Regions from separate parts of the Sus scrofa genome. Here region 1 is linked to region 2. A link is a contact called in public HiChIP or PLAC-seq data. All regions are on one chromosome and are shown on one strand. Each heading gives the region's core, a stretch centred on a gene start, on an enhancer-like site or on the middle of the called end of the contact. The rest is flanking DNA. Distances are from core to core; before and after follow the strand shown.

Evidence for each region. HiChIP or PLAC-seq counts read pairs in DNA pulled down with a chosen protein or histone mark.
Region 1: a contact with region 2 is called in an H3K27ac HiChIP or PLAC-seq map of alveolar macrophages. The contact joins the promoter of DHODH here to the promoter of ZNF821 in region 2. A contact is called at or near these places in 16 of 47 Hi-C or Micro-C datasets (alveolar macrophages, blood, embryonic fibroblasts and 9 more) and 2 of 2 datasets of contacts at active chromatin or transcription factors (alveolar macrophages and skeletal muscle).

Annotation. Positions count from the first base shown.
Region 1 is chr6:14,941,142-14,945,516 of Sscrofa11.1, forward strand. It overlaps DHODH (dihydroorotate dehydrogenase (quinone), mitochondrial), which reads left to right and starts at 1,757. Exons shown (of 9, transcript XM_021093829.1): 1 at 1,757-1,844; 2 at 4,249-4,375. The coding sequence starts at 1,824. All of the region lies in intron 3 of LOC102158108 (a long non-coding RNA gene), which reads right to left.
Region 2 is chr6:14,867,504-14,871,662 of Sscrofa11.1, forward strand. It overlaps ZNF821 (zinc finger protein 821), which reads right to left and starts at 2,816. Exons shown (of 8, transcript XM_021093841.1): 1 at 2,748-2,816; 2 at 1,292-1,354. IST1 (IST1 homolog) reads left to right here and starts at 1,356. Exons shown (of 10, transcript XM_021093850.1): 1 at 1,356-1,490.

The DNA of each region.
Region 1 (4,375 bases), core at 507-3,006, 73 kb after region 2:
AAAAAAAAAACTTAAGCAGAGATGGAAAATACAATAACTGAAATGAAAAATTCACTAGAAGCAGCTAACAGCAGAATATAGGAGGCAGAAGAACGAATAAACGAGGTGGAGGACAGATTAGGGGAAATACAGTTGGATGTGGAACAGAAAAGAGAAAAAACATTGGAAACAAATGAAGAGAGTCTCAGAGAACTCTGGGACAATGTTAAACGCACCAACATCTGTACTATAGGGGTGACAGAAGAAGGAGAGAGAAGGGGACAGAAAAAATATTTGAAGAGATAATAGCCAAAAACTTCCCTAACGTGGGAAAGGAACCACTCACTCAAATCTAGGGAGCACAACGAGTTACCATATAAAATAAACTCAAAGAGGAATGCCCCAAGACACGTATTAATCAAACTGACCAAAATTAAAGACAAACAGAAAATATTGAAAGCAGCTAGGGAAAAGAAACAAATAACATACAAGGGAACCCCAATAAGGTTATGGCAGATTTTTCAGCAGAAACTCTGCAGACCAGAAGGGAGTGGCATGATATGCTTAACGTGATGAAAAAACCTCCAACCAAGATGACTACCCAGCAGCTACAGCTCAGATTTCACACCTAGCATAGGAACCTCCATAGGCCACTGATGCAGCCCTAAAAAGATTAAATAAGTAATTTTAAAAAAAGGATACAATATGCTATTTGCCCAAGACAAACTGACTCACAGACATTTAAAAACCTTAAAAAGGGGCAGGTTGGGGCCAGGAGAGATGGGCTGTGGATTTGGGACAGAAACATAAAGTTAGGTTGTGATGATGGTTGTACAATTCAATTTAATATTCCCCGAGTTAAAAAAAAACAAATATTAAAAAAAAAGATGAAAATAGGCACCTTGGCAGATGAATCCATCAGAATAAACACATAGAAGTGAGACAGCAGCTTTATAAAGAAATAATGCTCTCTGTGGGGGGGGGGGATGGGGAGGGTCAGTAGTGGGAACTAAAACGTTTCAAATACCAAGAAAATAAGAGTTTGCTATTTAGGTACAAGCTTTCTGAGCAGAGGACTCAGTCGGGGCTACAATGAGATTGGTGCCAGGACATTTTCAGTTTTCAAAGTTCAGTAAGTCTTCATTTCCTGACACCCTTATAAACATACATACGTTTTAGGCTTTTTTTTGGGGGGGGTGTCTTTCGTTCTTTTTAGGGAGGCTAGGGGTCTAATCGGAGCTGTAGCCACTGGCCTAGCCCAGAGCCACAACAACGCCAGATCCGAGCTGTGTCTGCGACCTACACCACAGCTCAGTTGCCGGATTCTTAAGCCACTGAGTGAGGCCAGAGATCGAACCCGCAACTTCATGGTTCCTAGTCAGATTCATTAACCACTGAGCCATGATGGGAACTCCCAGATATACTCTCAATCCATTCTTTACCTAAAGCACAAGCACTCCACCAAAATGTTTAACTTAAATGATCCAAAAAAAACTGGTTAGAGTGTTGTTCAGACTCAAAGAACCAACCAGTAAGCAGTCAGAACGTCCAGATTACAAACCACAGAAGAGTTCGCACGCGCCCTAGCTGAGCGCTCTGCCCCTGGGCGACTCTCCGCCCAGACGCCGGGAGGTCGAATTTGCTGGCGGAAGAGGCGTGATCATCGCGCAAAGCGTCCAACCAGCTCCTAAGGGCAGAGCAGGGCCTTTTCCCGCCTCGGAGGAAGCCAGCCCCACCCTCCTGCCCGGCGATTGGTGAGTCGGAAAAGGGGCGGGGATTAGAGGACTCACCACCATCCTCTCCAATGGAAACGAGACAGAGGCGGGCCCAGTGGAGGAAGAAGCATGGCGTGGCGACAGCTCAAAGTGAGTCCAGCTGGTGCTGATGTACAGCTGAGAGGGAGGACTACTGGGATGCGGACCGAGGGGAGGATGGAGGGCTAGCCTGGGCCAGGTGTGGACCAGAGGCGCTCCAAGAGCATAGACCTCTTTGGCACATTGTCTGACTGTGAGGGCAGCTGCAAATGATCGTGCGTGTGCATTTACACGTGTGCTTGGTCACTGTGTGTAAATGGCAAATGTAAGCCGATCTGTGTCAGCGCACTCGGGCCTTTGTTAAGCCTGGCATAGGGACGCTAGTGAATACAGGACCGCCTAGCCCCCTGTGTTGGATCCAACCTGGAACTAACTTTAGTAAGACACGGCCCCAACCCCTTTAGATAAAATTTTAGGGCAGGGTCTGTGTAACGGCGCTCAGCTATTTGTTGATCGACCTGAGGGGCGTTCCTACAATCTGGAGTCTAGAAGCAAGAAAGTAACTGCTGCAGCTATGTTGATGGCTAGGAATGATCCTTAAAGGCACATCGGATTAGGTCTTTATTACTCCCTTGTTTAGGGAACAAAACACATCTTTATGCTGGCCAAAAATCCCTGCCTGTCTCCCCAGCTTTTTAAGCCATACTTTTCCTCACTCCTTGGTTCCAGATAAACCTTTCCCCATCCCTCATTACTTGGATGCAGCTCATTTTCCTGTGCAGCCAGAGAGAAAACCTGTACACACAGCCATCCCCATCCCCTGTACACACAGCCATCCCAAAGTAACTTCTATTTATCCTATGAACATCGGCTTTAAGGCACTTCCTCAAGGAAGCCTTTCTCTTACCTCTCAGATTGGGTAGGTTCTGCCATCACCCTTTGCTCTTTTTCATAGCACTGTCACAGTTACGTCTGCATGATCATCGATTTGTCTCCTCCTGAGGTTGTACTTTCTCATTAAGACAGGGACTGATAGGAGTTCCCGTCGTGGCTCAGTGATTAGTGAATCCGACTAGGAACCCTGAGGTTTCGGGTTCGATCCCTGTCCTTGCTCAGCGGGTTAACGATCCCGTGTTGCTGTGAGCTGTTGTGTAAGTTGCAGACATGGCTCGGATCCAGCATTGCTGTGGCTCTGGCGTAGGCTGGCAGCTACAGCTCTGATTCGACCCCTAGCCTAGGAAACTCCATATGCCGAGGGAGCGGCCCAAGAAATGGCAAAAAAGACAAAAAAAAAAAAAAAAAAAAAAAAAAAAAAAAAAAAAGACAGGGCCTGGTAGGTTTAGGCCATCTTTGTTCAGTCACTATGCACTGAATGATCGCATTAATGGATTAGTAATTCAGCATCTGGCAGTGATAGAGAAAAGCATTATGAGCAACATCTGAGCTTGATCCTAGAAGACCCGACAGTCCTTTAAAAATTTTTTTTTTTGCAACTTTGTTATCTTGAAATGTAATGTCCTAACTTGGATGTAAAACAGAAATGAATTTATAATAAAATATGTATTTTGACCCATAAATGGTAGGGCATGAGTCACCTAGGTAATGAGTCTGGTGTTTAAACCTCTACTTAGAAATTCTAGTGTGACAGGTACATTTTATTGTCAAACTCAAGCAAAGCACTGAACCATTCTAGATGGGATTTTCTGAAATGGTGAGTGATTCTTGGTAACATTCTGTGCAAAACAGTACAGTCATTCATTAATCTACAAGGTAACTGCATTCCTAGAAAGTCAATGCAGATGAAAACCAGACAGGAGTAGGCATTCCCATTGTGGCTCAGCAGTAACAAACCTGACTAGTAACCATGAGAATGCGGGTTTGATCCCCGGCCTCCATTAGTGGGTTAAATATCTGGCGTTGCTGTGCACTGTGGTATAGGTTGTAGACACAGCTTGGATCCTGCATGGCTGTGGCTGTGGTGAAGGCCAGCAGCTGCAGCTCTTATTCAGCCCCTAGCCTGGAAACTTCCATATGCCATATGTGTGGCCCTAAAACTCAACAACAGCACAACAAAACAAACAACAAAACCACACACAGGAGATTGTGTTGATAAATACAATAAATAGAGTTGGTGGCTCTAGGCTCAGCTATTTTTACCTAGTGAATGTCAGTAGGATGTTCAAATGTCATACGGGTTGGAGACAATTCTGACTTTGCTGGTTGCTGCTCACTAAAAGGATTAGCATTCTCCTCCAGATGCCTACCGCATGTCCCTAGAGGGCAGTACTGCCCCTCTTGAAACCTCTAGCCTGCAGGCCCTCGGCCAGAGGAATGTGTGTCAGCACAAGTGGAGATACAGCCTCCGACCGTGAGGCAGAAACGGAGGAGACCAGGGTTATCCCAAGGCAAGGGACACGGCTTCCCACGAAAGGCGGTCATGTCCTCTCTGTGCAAAGGGCTCCGAGAGGGTGCTGCAGCCTCACCCTGAGGGGGACCCACTGGCTCTCTTTTCCAGAAGCGGGCCCAGGATGCCATGGTGATCCTGGGGGGCGGAGGACTTCTCTTCGCCTCCTACCTGACAGCCACGGGGGATGAGCGTTTCTACAGGGAACTCCTGATGCCGGCTCTGCAGGGGCTGCTAG
Region 2 (4,159 bases), core at 1,566-4,065:
ATTGTATGAGAAAGAAAATGAATTCTTAACTATTCCTTTTTTTTTTTTTTTTTGGTCTTTTTGTCTTTTCTAGGGCCGCTCTCACGGCATGTAGAGGTTCCCAAGCTAGGGGTCCAATCGGAGCCACAGCCACCAGCCTACACCACAGCCACAGCAACGCCGGATCCACAATCCACTGAGCAAGGCCAGGGATCAAACCCGCAACCTCATGGTTCCTAGTCGGGTTCGCTAACCACCACGCCACGATGGGAACTCCCTTAACTATTCTTTAAATTTTCTTCGCATCAAGATCAGAAATTAGGAGTTCCCAACATGGCTCAGTGGTCAATGAACCCGACTAGAATCCATGAGGACACAGGTTTGATCCTGGGCCTTGCTCAGTGGGTTAAGGATCTGGCATTGCCCTGAGCTGTGGTGTAGGTTGCAGACATGGCTTGGATCTGGTGTTGCTGTGGCTGTGGTATAGCCAGGAGCTGTAGCTCCGATTCCATCCCTAGCCTGGGAACCTCCATATGCTGCAGGTGTGACTCTCAAAAGCCGAAAAAAAAAAAGCAGATAATCTTGGTGAGACAACAGTTCTATACTAAAGCTACAAGTCAGAAACAAAAATCACCATCTGCATATTTAAATCGCCAGTGTCCACTGCATCTCACAATCCTCCTAGTGGCCAAATGGGGAACCAAGCAGATGGTACCCAGTGAGACTTCACACCTGAGGGATTAAGGGGAAAAAATAAGCAAATACTCTTTCCTCCCTTTAAAAAAAGAAAGCCTATGGAGCTGTGGACTCCGGAAAATAAGCTAAAAATTATTTAATTAATTAACAATAAATAACTAGCCCTGGAGCTACATTCTCGATTGCACAACAAGATCTCTGAGGTTAAACAACAGTTTTATAGGCAGTAAAAGCTAATAAAGCCATGGATACATTGCCCTATAGTTCACTAACTCAGTTTTACTTTCAACACTGCCTCAATTCCCAGGGCTGAATCTGAAACCAACATAAAAATGTAAAAGGAGAGCCTGAACATCACCATCTGGAAGAAAAACAGGATGGGAAGAAAGGTAACCGGTGAGATTCAGGTCTACAAGAGGTTCCATTTACAAAGGGAGGCAGTTTTGTCTGTCTTTAGAACGAGGTTAAGAATCCTTGGGAGCGAGGCCAACGTCTCCCTTTAACACTATTCCTGCTCTCCCACAGGTGTTAGGTTGCAGCTTCCAGGACACACTGGACTTTAGCAAGGGAAAAACGGGTGAAATCCAACCTTTCAAAAAAGAGGGTGCATTCTTACCTCCAGCTCTGGTGCAGTTCCCACGGAGCAAAGTTAATTTGCCTGAATCCCAGTGATTTGTATCTGCCAAAAAGGAGAGGACAGGAAAGCCGGTCACGTAGCCGCCTCACTGCTCACCCTGTTCCCACTTGTGTTTGGTCTGGAGCGTGCGTATAATCAGCCGAGATGGTCCCTCCGGCATCTTCAAGCGTGAGCACAGGTAGATTCCCGGGAATTATCATACAAGAGACAGAGGTCTTCCGATGCGGCTCAGACAAACCCCAGACAACACGGGCTACTCAGAAATCTAAATTTAGAAGCCCGTTTGCGAGACCCAGACGCGGGACAGATACCCCGATCTGCACTCCCACGCCCATCCTCCCCCTCCCCCAGAACAGCCTGTCAGACGCCGGGGCCGTCCCGGCGGTGCCGACTGAGCCCGACCTGGGCCCACGCGGGGAGGGCGGCGGCGCGGACGCCCCTCCCTCGCCCGAGACCGCCGGAGAGACGGAAAGAGGAACGGCCGCCGCGGGGAGGCAGCCAGGTCAGGCCTCGTCGCGGGAGCCCGGGGCAGGGGGAGGGTCAGAGCCTGGGCTGCCCCCGCCCCCCAAGCCGGAGCGAGCCCCTGGTCCCCTCCCCAGACACAGACAGACAAAAGGGCCGACAGCCGGCGACCGAGGGTGGGGGGTGAGGAGCCCTGCATCCTCTGTCTGGCCTGGGAGGGAAAGAGTCGAGGGTCTTTTTACCCGGCGCCTCCGCGCTCCGCGGCTCTCCGGGTCCCTGGGCCCCGCCTACGGACAGACGGACCGCCGGACAATGGGCCACGGGCCGCAGCTCAGGCCGGCCGAACCGGGGCTTTCCGGGACTGGGCCCCAGCGGGCAGAGGGCAGCTCCGGGCCGAGCCGGTGGCGGGGAGCCGAGGGGTGGCGCTGCAGACGGACAAAGCCCACGGCAGACAGACAGACGGAGGGGGAAAAGATGGCGACGCGGGCGGCGGGAGCGCGCAGCTCGCGCACCCGCAGCGAGTGGGGCGCGTGCACGAGCCTCTCCTCTCCCTCCCCCTCCCCCCTACTCCAGTTCGGTCCCCCTCCCCGCTCCCAGGCGCGCGCCCGATGGCGTGGGCGGGGCTTGAAAGGCAAGGGGTCCCGGGAGGTGGGCCTTAAGGGAGCATCCAATCACAGACATTGGAGAGGGGCCTCGCCTCCATCCTCGCGCCGGAGAGACCCCCCCAGCCTCGTACACTCCCACGTCGCGCTATGGCCCTGTCGGCCCCTCAGCTCCCCTATCCTCTCCTGAACCTGAAACCTCCACCGGGACTGTCAGCTCTGAACCTGGTTTCTTACCCCACCTTCGAGTTCAGCCACAAAACCCACATCCCCCAACCACAGCTCCACCGCAGCCACCCCTTCTCCTTCGTTCAACCTTAGTACCCAACTCCTTTCCCCAACCCAAACCCTCTTCCCTTCATTTCCCTCACCTCACGGTTTCTTCGGCCCCCAAGGAGTTTAATGTGACGGAGACCTAGGGTCCACGGGCCTTTGTGGGAGGGGCTAAGTTCAGCTGTCAGAACCTAAGAGAAAAAGCTTTAGATTTTTTTGACGTTTGTGTCTCCTACATAATTTTTTTTTTTTTTTTCTTTTTAGGGCCGCACCTGTGGCATATGGAGGTTCTCAGGCTAGGGATGGAATCAGAGCTGCAGCTACTGGCCTACGCCACAGCCACAGCAACGCCAGATGCGAGCTGCATCTGCGACCTGCACCACAGCTCATGGCAACGCAGGATCCTTATTAACCCACTGAGCCAGACCAGGGATCGAACCCGCGTCCTCGTGGATACTGGTCTCTCCTACATGATTCTTAACTAATAAAATAACAGTAGCTGTAGACCTAGGGGCGTAGGATTAATTTAGAAGGGTAGCTTGTGCCTCTTTTGCCACTAAAGAGGCATTTTGGGATAATTGAGAGTGGTTAAGCTCACCTCCTAATAAAACACTTCCCCTCTCATCATCCCCTTCTATTTCCTCACCACCTTCCTTCCTTTCCTCCCATTCTGTCGTCCTGTAGAGTGCCTAAGCCTGCCTTTGATATAGCGCACTTGGAGAAGGAGGGCATGCAATGGAAAGAAGATTGGGTCTGACTTTAGAATATCCAGCTTTGAGTCTCAGCTCTCTGCTACTGACCAGCCTGATTACTTTGGGCAAGCCACTTCCCTATTCTGAACTCCTTGGTAAAATATAAAATGGATAACGATGTAATAATTCCTGGCCTCTATTCTCTTATAGTTGTTGTGCTAATTAAGTAAAATGAATATATGAAAGTATTATGCAAATATTCCTTGTGGTCACTGGCCCCACAAAGACAGAGCTAATGAGGATACCGAGCCTTGCTTATAAAGCAACAAGTCCTTGTATTTGCATAAAGCGTTCTTGCAAAATGTTTTTTTCAGAAATCTCTAAGGAGATGATACCATTGTCTTCATCCTGTGTTTAATGTGAAAGGATCTTGGTCCTTCAAATTCTGTAGTGAATGTCTTATTTACTCTTTCATTCCTTTGGCTGGGATGAGCTGGGAGTTATTCTTAATTTCAGTTAAGAAAACTTGTAAATTTCATTGAAAATTTTAATTCCTGGGTAGCCAGAAAATGGATTATTCTCATCCCCCCAGAAGGTTTTCAGACAGTGTAAGAATGCAAGCTGGAATAAATATTGGCTTTTATACTTAACAGTAATTCCTGATGAGTTTAGACTGAGGAATACAGATATAGCTTTATTATGTCACTTTAAATTTGATGTAGTTGATATTTTCAACATGAAAATAGCTATCAGGTAAAGCATTAGGAGAGAGCCTCCAGTGAAATTTCTTGGCTTCTTCAAATAATAATGTGTAACAC